2 separate regions of the Ovis aries genome follow, and region 1 is linked to region 2. Evidence: chromatin contacts called from public Hi-C data. All regions are on one chromosome and are shown on one strand. Each heading gives the region's core, a stretch centred on a gene start, on an enhancer-like site or on the middle of the called end of the contact. The rest is flanking DNA. Distances are from core to core; before and after follow the strand shown.

Evidence for each region. A called contact is a pair of places that touch in the nucleus more often than the background predicts.
Region 1: a Hi-C map of liver shows a contact between it and region 2, with 1.7 times the contacts expected there. The contact joins the promoter of SGMS1 here to the enhancer-like site in region 2. A contact is called at or near these places in 2 of 16 Hi-C or Micro-C datasets (blood and liver).

What each region holds. Positions count from the first base shown.
Region 1 is chr22:8,806,503-8,809,202 of ARS-UI_Ramb_v3.0, forward strand. SGMS1 (sphingomyelin synthase 1) reads right to left here and starts at 1,405. Exons shown (of 10, transcript XM_060404923.1): 1 at 1,217-1,405.
Region 2 is chr22:8,735,749-8,738,520 of ARS-UI_Ramb_v3.0, forward strand. The region is part of intron 2 of SGMS1 (sphingomyelin synthase 1); the gene reads right to left. It overlaps LOC132658440 (a long non-coding RNA gene), which reads left to right. Exons shown (of 3, transcript XR_009598091.1): 3 at 1-1,087. Among named protein-coding and RNA genes, the nearest start is that of SGMS1, 71 kb to the right of the region's middle. Within about 2 kb of position 1,388, at least 4 of the 54 cell types and tissues checked have an H3K27ac peak or open chromatin away from gene starts, as enhancers often do. A contact at or near this core is called in liver, where this site is marked.

The sequences.
Region 1 (2,700 bases), core at 155-2,654, 71 kb after region 2:
CCCGAGAACAGCTGCGGGACCGCCCCCCGCCCCCCGAGCGGCGGCGCGGGGGGAGTGCCAGCCAGGTACTCGCCAGGCGCTGAGCCGGCTGCGCTCACGCCCCCTCGCCCCAGGGTTGCCGGCACACCTTTCCTGGCGTCAAGCCAGACCCCGGAGGTGGGTGTCCGATCTGCTCCCCAGCGATCGGCTCTCTCCCGCCGCCCGACTCACTTGCACCGGAGTCGCGGCAGCCGCCGGAATTCCGCTCGCCGAGCCCCCAGCCGCGGAATGAAATCCGGGGCAGGGCAGCGTTGGGGCTCCGTACCCGGATTGCGCTCTCTGTCCGGCTCGTCGGGCGCTAGGAGAGAGCAGCCTTCCCTGGCCGGCCCTTCCCGCTCCCGTGCTGCCCCTCGCTGCCGCCGCCGCTGCCCCGGCCACTGCCTAGCTGGTGCGAACGCTTCCGACTAGCCACCGCGAGCCTCCCGGGCTGCCGAGCATGCCCAGTCCGCTGCCCGAGCCGGCCCAGCTGCCCGCGCTACGCAAATCCGCTCCTCCGGGTGTTCGCGGCAGCTGGGAGGGCGGGGCAGGCGGGCGGGGTCTGCAGGGAGCTCGTCCCCGGACCCAGCAGGACTCCGGCCAGACTGCGCACCTAGGGGCAAGCGAGGCTTGGCACCCTGTTATTTCATTTTCAAGTAGCTGAAAACTCGGGAGGCGGGCGTTTTCTCCTCCGAGGAGAGAGGCCTTGCTTGCACATTTTTCGGGGGCCGTTTAGTGAGGCCGGACGAAAGCCAGCTTTTACGCGTGGGGACAGTATTCCACTTGGAGCAAAACCAGAATTGAAGAGCTGTAGCCGGTCAGAGCAGAGAACGCAAATTCGGCCTCCTGGAGACCCGGTTCGCAGGCACGAGTTTGCTGGCTGCCAGAGGATTCTCTTTCCCACCGAGCCTAGGAGTACAGCACTTGGAATTAACTCGTGATTGATCATAAAGACAAACAAACAAACAAAATTTAAATGGCGGACCTCACACTCTAAGGTTCATCCTCAAACCTCTATTCACAGACTCCCCAAAAACAGGGAGCGAAGGCGAGCAAGGCCTGGAGTACCTTCAATTGGAGGGGGGAGACTCGGGCCCGCCCCTTCCCGGCCCCACCTCCTGCCGACCCGACGGAGCTGCGGGAAAAAGCTGGAGAGCCGGCGCACGCGGGCCGGAGCACTGCGCATGCCCAGTGGCCCGACCTGGTGCAGGTCGCTCGAAGGAAGGTTTTTTCCGGCTGCCAGAGGTGGACTCCTGCGCCCGGGGAGCGGACGCCCGGGCGAGCTCTCGGCTTTCTGCAGTGGGATGTTCCCTTCTGTCTGTACCGCTCGGTACCCGGGTGGCGGAGAGGCAGCCTAGGGCTGCGCGACCCGCGGGGTCCGGGACTCGGCGAGCGGGGGAGGGGGCGTGCGGCGGTATCGCCGTGACACGTGACTGTCCGCGGCGCTCCGGGCAGCCATCTTCCGCTGGGCCCTCGGTCGGTGGGCAGTCGGGACGGGCCGGAGAGTTGGCAGGATGGGAGCAGAGAGCTCGGCTCCCCGCCACGCCCTCACGCCGGGCTCCAGCTTCTGCTCCGCACCTGCCTCCGCCCCGCCCGAGGGCGCTGGATTCCGGGCTCTGGCCCTAGGTTTCTGAGAGGACAGACTCCCGCGAGGGCTAAAAACAAACGGCTGTGAAATCGAGAGGGCAGGACTCCGGGGGTGGATGGCCTGTGCTTTTTCCCAGAGGCGCAAGTTGGAGAAAGGGGCCCCCTTCTGTAAGGCAGTGACGCCGTTGCTCCAGCTGCTTCCCTCTTCTGATCTGTTCCCTGCGGAGACGTAGTGGGTCGCTGGGAACGTCTGGACAGAGGCCATCGCTGTCCCTGAGATGTAATATCCCCGAGCCCCTGCCGGTGCACAGCTGGAATAGCGAACCTTTATTGATGTCCTGCCACGAACCACTTGGGGTCCCTGTGGCCTTAGGACCAGATGAGTCGCCATCACCCGAGAATTTGTTAGAAATGCGAAATGCTAGACCTCCAGCGTTTTGAATCAGAAACACTACTGGGGGAGAGGAGGTATCCTGCCACCTCAGTTAAGTCCTCCAGCTGGTTCTGGTGAACATTATACTGCTTTATTTCAACTAAATTTTAGGGCTCCTCACTTTATAAACGAGGCATTGAAATTTTGCCCCAGAAGAGGGTGAACTGGGCAGAGAGTGTGACCCAGTGCCGGCGTTTAATCGCACCCTTCACTGTGGATGCTTCACTGTTACGTCACTATACTGCTCTTTCAGGGAGATTTTTAAAAGTACATTTGTCACATAGGGGTTTAAAATAAAAACTGCAATTCAGTTCAGCAACATCTTTTGAGTGTACAGAGGGCAAAGCTCTTTGAGTCATAGTAGCCCTATTGAATATTTTCATCAGTTTGCACCAAAGAAGTGCAAGAAAGGCTTGCTTTCTTGTGATGTAAATTTTTCAAACTGAGGAAGTGCCAGAAGACTGCTGGCTGACTTATCTGAAGTGCTGTTTATGCAGAATGGCCAGACTTAGGACTTCTAGAAAATGCCATTCAAGGAAGCAGATGGTGTTGACATGTGTCAAGGAGTCTTTCAGTTCAGTTCAGTTGCTCAGTCGTGTCCGACTCTGCGACCCCATGGACGGCAGCACACCAGGCTTCCCTGTCCATCACCAACTCTGGAAGCT
Region 2 (2,772 bases), core at 138-2,637:
TAAAAATCATCAGGGTATCATTCAGTGATGTGTATTTGTTCAGAGTAGTTCTTTCAAATCAATTCCAAGTATGTTTAAGTTATTAAGTAACACAAAGTCAGTAAAGACATTCCCCCATGCCTTCCAAAGACTAGCAGGTAATAAATACTAGTACCTACTTATTAGTACTATACTTCCTAAAGTGTGTTAGAAGTACATCATGGCATGTTAATAGGTGTACCCTTAAAAAGAAGTGCTTCTTAATCAATTATGTCTAAGGAATTCTGGGTTCAACTAAGTTAAGCAACTTCCTCTGTCCTAGAAATTGTCAAAGCCTACATTGTACATTGTGAATCTCCTTAAAGAGGGATATATTATACAATAACTCTCAAATCTGTTAGACCATGAAATTTTTTTCACATTTTTAGCATCTGTGTCCTGCAGAACAGTTAGGGAATTGTTGAAATTAAGCATACTCCTACAAGGTGGACTGAAAGTTCTAATTCTTTCTATTTGTCACCGTGGCTGAATAATGCAGGCTCCCCCACCCAAAGACATCTATGTTTCAATCCCAAGAATCTTTCGATGTTACCTTAATGGAAAAAAAAAGACTCTGCATGTGTGATTAAGGTTCTTGAGATGGGAAAATTATCTGGATGGGCCCTAAACGCAAACAAAGGTATCCTTATAAAAAAGAGGCAGAGGGTGATCGGACAGTGGACGGAAGGAAAGGAAACATGACCAGGAGGCAGAGACCAGAGGACAGAGGCCACAAGCCAGGGAGTGTCAGCAGCCACCAGCAGCTGGAAAAGCCAAGGGACTGCCTGTCTCCTGGGGCCTCCAGGGGGGAACACAGCCCTGCCAGCACCTTGAGGTCAGCCCAGTGAAATGCATTTTGGATTTTTAGCCTCCAGAACTGAAAGAAAATAAATGTGTGTTGTTTAAGTCGCCAAGTTTGTGGTAATTCATTACAGCAGCCATAGAAAAGTAATACAGCCACAGCACCTATCACGATGCTGTGCTCTTTGCTGAGGTTAAACATTCCTAAGTGAAGTTAAATTAGCCCTGTCCACAATAGGTCACAGTTAGCCTTAGCTAGTGAGGTTTCCAGGCTTTCCTGGTGGCTCAGTGGTAAAGAATCCACCTGTCAATGCAGGAGACATGGGTTCCACCTCTGGGTCTGGAAGATCACCTGGAGAAAGAAATGACAACCCACTGCAGTATTCTTGCCTGGAAAGTTCCATGGACAGAGGAACCTGGCAGGCTACAGTCCATGGGGTTGCAAAAGAGTCAGACATGACTTAGCAACCAAACAATGACAAAGTGAGGTTTCATCATCCATTTAAGGGAAACAGGTTGAGCCAGTGGTCAGGAATCTGGACCTGGGTTAAACCACCTCAGTTCAAATGCCAGCTCTAACATTTACCAGTTTATTGTATGACCTCAGTCAAGGCATTTATCCTCTTTGTAACTCAGCTGTCTCATCTGTAAAATGGGACTATCTTCATAGAGTTGCTCTGTGGATTAGATAAGATTATGTATAAAAAGCACTTAGTTTTCTGGCATATAATACTCACTCAATAAATGAAAATTACTATTATTACATTACAGTAGTACTGTGACTTAGAAGCAAAAAAAAATCTACTTTCAACTCTAAGCTAAATGTCATATTCTTTTATTTTCAGTTTGGCAAACTAAATATCTTTACCCAATTTCTAACTTAGGACATTTAAAATGACCTCAGCAAGGTAAGGCAAGTGGAAAAGTTCATGCTTGCCTCTCTGAATCATGGCTTTTAACATGAGACTTGATAAATTATGACAGCTAATAGCTCTAAGACAGGCGCTTAGTGTCATGCATTAAAATCATGTCATTCATTAAAAAGCCTACAGCTATTTCTCTTGTAGGGGCTATCTATATTAGTTAGTTCAAAGAGCCAGCAAAGACGTATTTTCTTAATTATTAAGCTGCTGATGCTCAATTTGCTAGTCTTTATCTTAATGTGTGGTTATGCTTACATTAAGAGCAACAGATGGAATGATTCTGATAGGCCCTAATACAGGGATGTCACAAGGCCCTTGAACACAGCAAAGAGATAAGGGTCGTGGCGTAATGTAGAAAAGTCCTCCCAGCATGTCTTCCACCTCTTGGTCTCGCCCCATCTACCACTATTCTCTGCACACAACCTAGGCACCACTTGCTGTCACGTTCTACAGTGAGACCAGCCTACGTGAGTGAATTAGGAGTTTCCATACAACGTACCTGATCATAAATATTGGCTCACCATTTATCACAGGTGCATGAGACACAGAACTTCAACTCCTAAAGCCTTTAAGAGACTTCTATGAAAATGCAGGAATCCTTAGCAAAATTAATATTTTAAAACTAGCTCCATACTTTAGTATTCATTAGAGTAAAAGAGTCAAAGTAAGGCTATAGGAAGAAACTAGGAATTTTCTGAAAAAAGATATAGAAAAAAAAGATCATACCACCTTCACTCTCCTTTTGGGTGTCACAATCAAGAATTCTTAAAAAAATTATAGCTCAAGCAACTTAATCTATAAATTTCCTAGAATTCTGGTGAAGCAGGATGGGCCATGATGACTTGAATTTGCATGAGAAACCAACAGATATCATAAGAAAACTGATCAAGATCTCCTTAAGACACAGGAACTAAGAACATCCAACAAAGGTGGAAAAGGGCCTCCTCAACTTCTGGGGGCTGTCGCAGGTAGAGAGGGCACCCACAGACAGAGCACAAGAAATGGACCACAGATGAACAGAGAACTGCCT